Linked DNA regions of Rattus norvegicus: region 1 is linked to region 2. A link is a contact called in public Hi-C data. All regions are on one chromosome and are shown on one strand. The core of a region is the stretch at or near the end of the contact, and the rest is flanking DNA. Distances in the headings are between cores, read along the strand shown. Region 1 has its middle 38 kb from the start of Smim13l. Region 2 holds the start of Nedd9 (neural precursor cell expressed, developmentally down-regulated 9).

Region 1 (4,607 bases), core at 1,324-3,823, 60 kb after region 2:
AGAGTCGCAACCCATCTTGGAAAGGAAGACCTGGAGAAGTCCAAGGCAGAAGACCAGGAAATAGAAGAAGTTAGAATAGACCCAAGGCACAAGGTCAAAGGCTCACTGGGACAGTCAGGCTCCCTACCCTTCCAAACAGCGCCCACACTGCCACTGAGCTTCCAAAAGATGGGTCTACAGAGGGCTTTCAGATTGGCAGCCCACAGCGGGGTGCCTCTCCTGTAGCTGGGTAACTGTAGTCTCCATGTGGGGTGTGTGAGAGCTAAAGTTAACCTGAAAGCCCCACCTGCACAAGGACAAATAACTTCATGAACAAGGTGTTTGCCTCAACCACACAGGATGTGCTTGGTCACATATATGTGGGAGGTACATACTTTGTAGTATGTCACGATGTATGCTTGTCCCTGACTGAACGATGACAGGAAGTCCCTACCTTGTGGGTTCTGCCTTTATGAGCACCCAACCAATCCAGTACAGTGCAATTTTCTGGGACTCCTGGGTATGAACCTGACCACTGTCCATTGCCCTGGCCAGTATTGAATAAACAGTCATGCATTTGGTCTTTCTTCTCACAATTTTCAGGTTTAACTGTATCCGTGGCTCCTGGTGGACTCTATGTATTGCTTGGCAAAGAGCGCATACGCAGAGGAAGCTACCTCTGGATTTTTAGTTTTCATGCGAGTCTGATGTTAACCACCCCAGGACCGTCTCAGCATGGCCAGTCCATTTGTTACCCACTTGATTTCAGGGCGTCCCTACATCACACACTTTGACCCAGGATACCCACAGGTAAAGTGATTAGACAGAGAACCAACGGAAGGCGAGCCAGAGGAACAGATTTGTTACCCACAAGCAAACTATAAGCACATATATGTATATTCATGTTTTGTTTCTCCTAAGAAATTGATATGCCTTTTCTCATTTTTAAACTAATTTTTTCCTATAGAAATTAAATTTCTGTAGCTAACGGGTCATGTTTTCCATTTTTTTCTAATTTGTTATCTAGGTCAAAGGCAGTGACGCTCAGTATGATAGCTATTCCCATAGTTCGCACATCTCATTTCTAACTTTTCTCTTTATTTCTACCTGAATTATTCTTTGTACTTTCTCTTTAGATAATGCCCTCCCCTTGAGTCACACATGATTACACACATGGGCGTGGCTTCTACCTACACAGAACCAAAATGTTCAGTGCTAGCCTGGACAGGACTGGGTTGGGCTGGCCTTGCAACTCATAGCCAATTCTCCTCAATATATATCCACCCCAAGAGTACTGGGCGGAATACCTCCTTCTCTCTCAGCTTCCTTTTTTCTTTCTTCCCCGACTCCACACTTTGGCTGATACCTGGGATTGAACCTGTGACCTCCTGCATGATGCTCAAACACTGAGGTACCCTGCACTACAATGCACTTATCTTGTTGTTTGTACACACCCCATCAGCCGCCCTGTAGCTTCCTCCAGACTCTAATGTAAGCCCAGCCAGACTTCATTCTTTCTTACTATGTTAGCCTTCAGTGAGGTACTGCCCTTTCCTTAAGTCTGACCACCGATATCTTTTGGTAGAGTTTGCCCTCAAAGATGGCCACAGAGGTGGGCTCCACTCCTTTTTTCCCTTCAGGACATGCCTTGGCCACCTTATAATTTCACAAATGGAAGCTTGAGTCACCAGAACCTGCAAACATCCGGGCGCAAACGCTCTGGCTGGATCTAGGGGTTAACTAAATGCTTGTGGCATGGGTCAGCCTGAGTCCCTGCAGCAGACTCTTTGGCTGAAGGTTGAGAGAGAGCGTGATGGGCCTTGTCACCTTAAGAGTGCTTTGAGCCCTCGAAGGTACCAAACAGAAAACGTGCGGGCTGTGGCACAAGTTCAGCGAGGGTATGAAACCGTACAGGAAATGACAGCTGGAGCATTTTATAAGACACATCTGGGGATGGGTACCCCAGGTCGTTTACCTGGAACTCACACTGGATGGAATAGAATAAGTGGGAAAGCTTTGGGGTGGGAGAGCAGCTCATCTAGATTAGTACATGACACTTCTACACCGATGAGGAGAAGAGCCTAAAAGTTCATAGGTAAATGTGGTTCTCAATACGTGGGTCATGACCTCTCCGGGCTCGAGTGGTAGATATCCCACATGGCAGATATTTACAGTTCTAAGCAGCAGCAAAATTACAGTCATGAAGTAACAATGAAATCATTTTATGATTGGGGGTGACTACTACATGAGAAACTGTAAAAAAGGGTCGCAGCATTGAGAAGGTTGAGAACCACTGAGATAGGGTATAACAGCCCCAGTGGACAGGATGCCATGTGATTTAAGTCACTCCACACATCCAACTTTTTTTATTTCTTTCCCCTTCCACCTTCCAGCCTTTCCAATTAGGCTGAAGACATATCAGAAGCCATTATTATCATTGTTGTTGTTTTGTTGTTGATCACCCCATGTATCTCACCTCTCCATGACTAGAAAGAAACACAAACACACTCCTAGCTCCTATAGGCTATTGTTTGGTTGGTCCTCAGGCTACTGAGGCTGTCAACATTAGCCTCATGAATATGGAGCAAAAACACCATGGGCCTCAGAAAGGAGACCCTGAGATGGTCGAAAGGCATCTTGAACAGACAAAGACAACGTGAAATGTGTGTTCTAGTTTTCAAAGGCAGAGGAAACATGTGCAAAGGGGGCATGGTTACAAAAGATGAAGAGAGGTCACGGAGATGTTTCCAATTACAGCAGGCAGAGAGATGAGGCAGCTGGGCACAAAAGCCGGGCCCTAAGCTGCATCCGATCTCAGAGGATATAATCAAGGGCATTGTTGGGTCAACTGTCAACATGGAAATACAGATGGTAAATTAGGCAAATTGAATCAGCATTCAATGTATTCAAGTCGATAAATACTCTGATGTTCTCTGAGAAAAAACCAAGATGTAGTCCAGTGTCGCCCAGTGTTCTAAGACAAAGCAACATGTTACACATGTTACAAACACGTTTCAGTAAGACAACATGTTACTAGCATGTGTCTCAGCAAGGCAATTTTATACATGTTAACAGTAAGGGGACCTCTGTAAACTGTACATGCTACTGTTATCCCTACAGCTTTACTGAAATGTAGGATAGTTTATTTTGATTTTTGCAGTATCCAAGACTGAACCCAAGGTCCTGTGCATGCAAACCAAGCAGTCTCCTACTGAGCCATGTCTCCACCTCCTGGGAATTATTTATAAATGAAAAGCAAAAACAATGCTTTATTAGTCTTAGCTCAAGGGTTCAGTTTTCAGTCTTGCCTCTATTAGCTCTGTGACCTGGAGTTCCTTATCTCCCTACAAGCTGTAATATGTCACAGTAACAAGACTGAGGTAACAGTGACTAAATCAGAGGCTGGAGAGATGGTGTGCAGGCACATAATACTAATAATAAAAATTAAAAGTATCTAAATCAGAAGCATGTTAAAAGGCTGCAAACTATAAACTAATATTGGTAAGGCATTTACCAACATCATCATGCAAACATTTTAGTATTTAGGGTTTCCTGTTTCTTATAAGTTGACTCAAATTGTACAACTTGTACATGTTGTCATTGTCTACTCAAGATGACTTGCGACCATCTCAGGGTCCCCCTTCTGAGGCCCATGGTGTCTTTGCTCCATATTCATGAGGCTAAAGTTAACAGCCTCAGTTGGCCGAGGGCTTGGCTGATTTCTCCACCGTGTGATTGAGTTTTGGTTCCTTTTTTCTTTATTTCTTGCAACCAAACGGTAGCCTATAGGAGATAGGAGTGTGTTTATACAATTTGTATGGTGTACAGAGATGTAGTTTATGAAAACAATGTGTAATAATTAAATCAAACTCAATAGCACCCATCACCCCAGAGAATATTTGTAATTCATCTTTAGCTATTTTGAAACATTCGACTCTCTATCATCAATTATATTGTTATATTATTATACATTGTATAATGTAATAAGAAATTCTTCCTTCATAATAGAGACTTCTAGACCTTTGATCATCATCTCTCAATGTCCCCAGCCCCCTTATATACATATTTGATAACTATATCGCTCCAATTCTGAAATTACACACAAAGCAGGCACATGAAATGTTTGCTGAATCTAAAAATCCCCCATTGGGACTCCCCAGGCTGATGACAATATTACTGGTCAATGTTTTCGCAGACTTAGCATGAACTGATTAGATTGTTATGGTGCCCGCTGAAGTCACCCAGGGTTAGAAATGTGGGCAAATCTATCGCTTCAAAAGCAAGGAGATAGATTGATGGCCAGACACTGAGCTTCTGGGAATGTGACACAACCCTCCAGGGCTCACCTTGTTTCTGGACACAAGGCTACTGAAAACTCAGACAGCATCTTCTTACAGTCATGATCGCTGCTCCAAACCCTACAGGACAGTGTCGTAGGACACACCAGACACCTTATAAAGAGCCAGCTAAGAGTTGCTCTCTTCAGCCCCTATACTTTAATTTTCCCTGAAAAAGAGCAGAGCTGGACCAACCAAGAATCAGTTTTATGAAAATCTCTTGCTTGAAAAACCCTTATCTCGGCATGGCGGAGTCAAGTACTATCCCTCTGGTCCTAGGGTCCTGTAGCC
Region 2 (4,620 bases), core at 2,068-4,567:
GACAGCAGCCTGGCGGTGGTTCTGAAAAGGTGCATCCTGGATCTATACTAACAAATGGAAACTGGACGGTGGTTTCAGACCTGAGGGTTTTTGGTTTTCTTTTTCTCTATTTCTTTCCTGGGCACTAGGCTGAACTTGGGGGTAAACATGGGTTCTCCGAATTCCTTCCTGATCCACAGGCAGTGACTTAAGCACCTACAAGGTACAAGGAGACAGAGAGATCAACTAGCCTCACTCTGCGCTTCCGGATCCCACCCAAAGCCGGAGAAACAGACGTCAACACACTATCAGCATCCAAACACGGAAAAGCACTTTACAAGGTCTGTGTTCCAAGTACAATGGAAGCACAGTCAGGGGAAGGAGGGATTTGTTGTGAAAGGGCGAGGTGGGCAGGGTGGGGGCTGTGGACCAGCACACACAAAGGCATTAGTGTGTGAAGCTAGGCCTGACAGCCGACAACTAGTCAGAGCATTCTCTGTAGAAAGACCCGTCTGTGCAAAGCCAGCAAGGTATAAGCCTGGGGTGGGGAGGAAGAAACGGGGATTGGTGAAGTTCTCACTGTAGTCCACACCAAGGTGTCCCGATTGCTTCCTAAGGCATTCACATGTCACTAAGAGGCTGTCAAATTCAATCTTAATGTCATCCCTTGTCCCCTAGGAAGGAAATTGGTAGTAATGCTGAAGATAGAGACACAGAGATTTCAAGGAAGGAAACTAAAAAGAAATCTCTAAGTAGAGATTGTGGCTTAACATACATATGACTGGTAGGACTACACCCAGAGGGCCGAAGGTCTCTGAGTGTCTCTCTCTGTCCTCTCCTTGAGGACTTTGACTACTGATTCCCTGGGGAAGGGTGGGGGAGTTCTCCTCCTTGCTTATGGATTCTAGTTCTTTCACTCAGACAGAATAGCCACCGGGTTCTGCCTGAGCCATGAGCAGTCCCAGCCTTTGCCTGATTTCCATCTGCGTTCTGACCAATGTCCAATGGCTACTAATAAAATCCCTCAGATGGCATCAGGTGCCGTTCCCCTGACTCCTGGATGCAGTAGGGTCTAGCCAGGCATAGTTTTCGCCAAAATGTCTGCCACTCACAGAATGCTACTGAGTGCGGGCAGGGTCTGAGCCCCAGGGTCCTTGTCAGTTCTGGAAAGGTACCAACCCACAGGTTTCCTGAATAATTTAATTATATAATCCAGTCTTTACATACTTTTCCTACTCAGCATCTCAGGCAATCGATACGGAAAGGGCTGTTTATTTACGGAGAGAATTTGTGTTTCTCAGAAGGGTTTAAAGGGAACATAACTGGAGCACAGTTACCTGTGCTACTTAAGCTGCGCTGAGATCACAGCGTAACATTTTAAGGGCGAAAACAGGAAAATAGATTGTTTGCTGCTTAAAATACTTGAATGGCTTCCTATCACACTCAAGGAAAACCCCTAGCTCTCTCCCCTGGCAGATGTGTACAGCATTACGCCCTTGCTTTTATAAGACTAACCTTGCAGAGTTAGGAAACGTGTGGCGATCTGAAGCAAGAAAGTCACCTGAGAGGGATCCAGCCCTCTCTCCGCCTTGAGAATGCAGTTTCACAAACGCCTGGCACAGGCTTTGGCAAACTGTTCTTGCAATGTTCAGATTGGATGACTTAGCCTTGCTTTCATTCATTCCTCTGAAGATGATTCAGCCTGGCTGCTAAAGAGACGCTCTCTCCATCTCCTGGGGGCCGGGACGCATCTTCTAGAGAAAAAGACCTTGGACTCTCTCACGAGGGTGAGTCTGCAGGGCTTGCCGAGATGAGCCTTCTACCACAATCTGCTTTGAGCCAAATCTGTGTCCAAAAAGACCTTGCAAATCACACAGGTTCCGTTCTGCTTTGAGGTCAAGAAGTGAAAGCCATGACCTGGAAGGGGCCTTAATAGGGATGTGTCAACTTCCCAAAGGTTGCCAGGGCACCTTGTAGAGCAAAATCAGAGCTGCAGCCAAACATAGATTCTATTGTCAATGTAAACCCTACTCCCCCAGACTACTTTTATGGGGTATCTGTTCTCCTGTGCTTTTTGTTTAAATCATTTATTTTCAAAAGTTTTAATCCATTGGGAATTTAGAGGGGGGAATGGGGAAGCAAAATTGATTCCGGTCCAGTTTAGTCAGGAAAAAAAAAGTAAGAACTGATTTTTTTTTCTCCCACCCGAGTCGTGCAGTCTGGCTGGAATGCATCCCAACTAGGGGATGGTCCTGAATGCTCTAAATGCTGAGGCCCAAGGAAAAGAAACGTCTGTCTTCTCCTGAGTGATTCTCTTTCTCTATAGAAATCTCAAAATGGAACCGCTCTACAAATCATGTCCTGGGCTTTGCCAGAGAGAAGCTGTTCCCTTTAAACAGGCTTATCAAACAGTAGTGTTTTCCCTGAATAATAAGTGTGAGTGGGCTAACGGGTCATTTGGGGGAGAGAGGTCAGAAGGAAAAGGCCTCAGTGTTCAATGCTGAATCTGGCCAGGCCAGCGGTCGGTCAAAGAGCAGAGAGTGCTGGGTGGACAGCAATGATGTATAGAGTGTGTTCTATAGAACCTGCATGGGTTTCTACCTAACCTTTATCCCCATCAAAGCCTGCCAAGATCTCTTAATGTGTCTGACACTTCTCTCTCTCTGAGGTCATAGCAAGATGGTGCAGGGAAAACCTGGTGCTTGCTCCTTTTCATTGAAGAAGAAATGTTTTGAAGCTCCTAGCAGGCTGACTTAGCAAAGTACTTTGAACACTGAAGAAGAAAAAAGCAGTCACAGAAAAGGGAAGGGAAAGAGAAAAGACAGAGGGAGAGAGAGTTATCAGCAGGGGTGGTTAGTAAAAAAAAGGGGGGGAGGGGATTGGAGACAGAAAACCTTTTGTTCCTCAAACTCGTTTCATGTAGAGATTGTAAGGTGAATGCCTTTGAAATGAAATGGGTTTATGAACTAGTTGCTAGGTCACAGGAAGCGCAATCCTCAGACTGCTTTGTGGATTTGGATTCTTTAAAACTTAGGTTATTCTCAGAAGGAACGTACCTCCTTTGTCTGGTTCCTATGTCTTTCCTCTTAATATTTTTATTTCGCGGGGTGGTTTGGGCTGCCTTCCCACTTTCTGTTTTCTCCTCCGCCCTTTTGATAACGTGAAAAGAAATGATCCTATTACACGCTCTTTGTCGGAGGGTTTCTGAAGTTAGAGGTGGGCGGGGTGGAGGCGTTACCTTCCCCCCTCTCACCAACCAATGGCGGTGAAACATGCAAATTAGGTCCGCGCTCTGCCGGTCTGGATCTGGACTGTGAGCTCAGAGACTCCGCAGTGCGCGGGAGGCGAACGTTCTCACTCCCATCCAGCCCTTTGCTCAATGGAGGGGCGGACACTGCAGTGTGACTAGATAGGACCAGGGCTCATCTGACCACCGCCGAGATGAAGTATAAGGTAAGAGTGCCTTTTATACAGTCTCCTGAGAGGCTGGAGGCAGCTGTGCGGGCTCCTTTTCCACCTTGACAACTGGGCAGGGATCCCTTGTGTGTCTGGTTTTGCTGAGCTGCGTCTGATCTGGTTTCCAGGGTTCCCTGGGGTGTACCCGCAAGCAGACGTGCGCTTTCAGATCCACCGGTTCTTGGTACACGATTCTGAAAGTTGCTGTGGGTAGCGGAAGGCAGTGGAGAAGAGTTAACCTAGCAGCCACAGCGGCCACTGGAGATCAGAAGGTGTCTAACTCGCCTCGCAGCAGGCAAGTCGCAGGTCGCTGCCTGACCAAAGCTGGCCTGGAGAGCCTTAATAAGAGAGAAGTCAGAACTGCTGAGGCTCTAACAGGCTCTAAAAGCATCTTTTCAGAATTTGCCTTAAGCACTTGATCTGGGAAGCTGTCTGCTCTAGGTCCTTTCGGTAGAGGCAAATTAAAAACACAGACGCTAATCATAGGGGCGATGATGGAGAATTCCCACATCCTTAGATAGTTTGATTTCGTGAATAAAGGGTGTTAGTCACTTCTGGATAACACTTTATTGGGGTTGAATGGGTCTGAAAATATAAAGGCTCCGGTTGGCTTATTTTCCCTGACGCTTACAGAATGTCCTGCTCATATTTGGCAACGCTATTTTCCACTGCATTTTGCACCACGGTTTCTGGGGTTACTCTTGGCAAAATGATTATGACTTGCTCAGCACATCCCGTCTAAGGAGGCAGTTTCCAGGGGACTTGGCACAGTAGCAGTTCATGGCAATGACTTGGCCTTAGGATCCCTTTTCTTATTTTAATGGTGAATAGGCGTGAGTCCTCGACTTTTAAAAGACAGTGTTATTACAAAATTTCATTTTGGTAAGGTGGCCTAACAGACCCAGTTAACTGACCTAGCTAGGGGGCTAACTTGGCTTCCCTCTGTGGTTTGTAGCCTCTGGCCCTTCCTTTTGGATAGATAGAGAGCTGTAAACACTTGCTAAAGTTAACAGTCACTAGTTCCAAGTCTATAAATCTTGTTCAAAGGCTGTGAACCGAAGCAAGAGTGATAGTTGTTGGGGAAAGTTCCCGCAGTCTCGAGACCCAGGTATCCATTGTCACCCCCTATCAGCTTTCCACTGCGTCCTACATCAGTGGGGAGGGGCGGAAGAAAGGATGGGTCCA

Evidence for each region. Hi-C and Micro-C count contacts between places; a contact is called where the count stands out from the background.
Region 1: a Hi-C map of liver shows a contact between it and region 2, with 1.8 times the contacts expected there. The contact joins the enhancer-like site here to the promoter of Nedd9 in region 2. A contact is called at or near these places in 7 of 12 Hi-C or Micro-C datasets (the A7r5 cell line, frontal cortex, hepatocytes and 3 more).

What each region holds. Positions count from the first base shown.
Region 1 is chr17:23,681,313-23,685,919 of GRCr8, forward strand. No RefSeq gene overlaps it. Among named protein-coding and RNA genes, the nearest start is that of Smim13l, 38 kb to the right of the region's middle. Within about 2 kb of position 2,574, at least 14 of the 93 cell types and tissues checked have an H3K27ac peak or open chromatin away from gene starts, as enhancers often do.
Region 2 is chr17:23,620,644-23,625,263 of GRCr8, forward strand. Nedd9 (neural precursor cell expressed, developmentally down-regulated 9) reads left to right here and starts at 3,318. Exons shown (of 7, transcript NM_001011922.2): 1 at 3,318-3,432. The coding sequence starts at 3,421.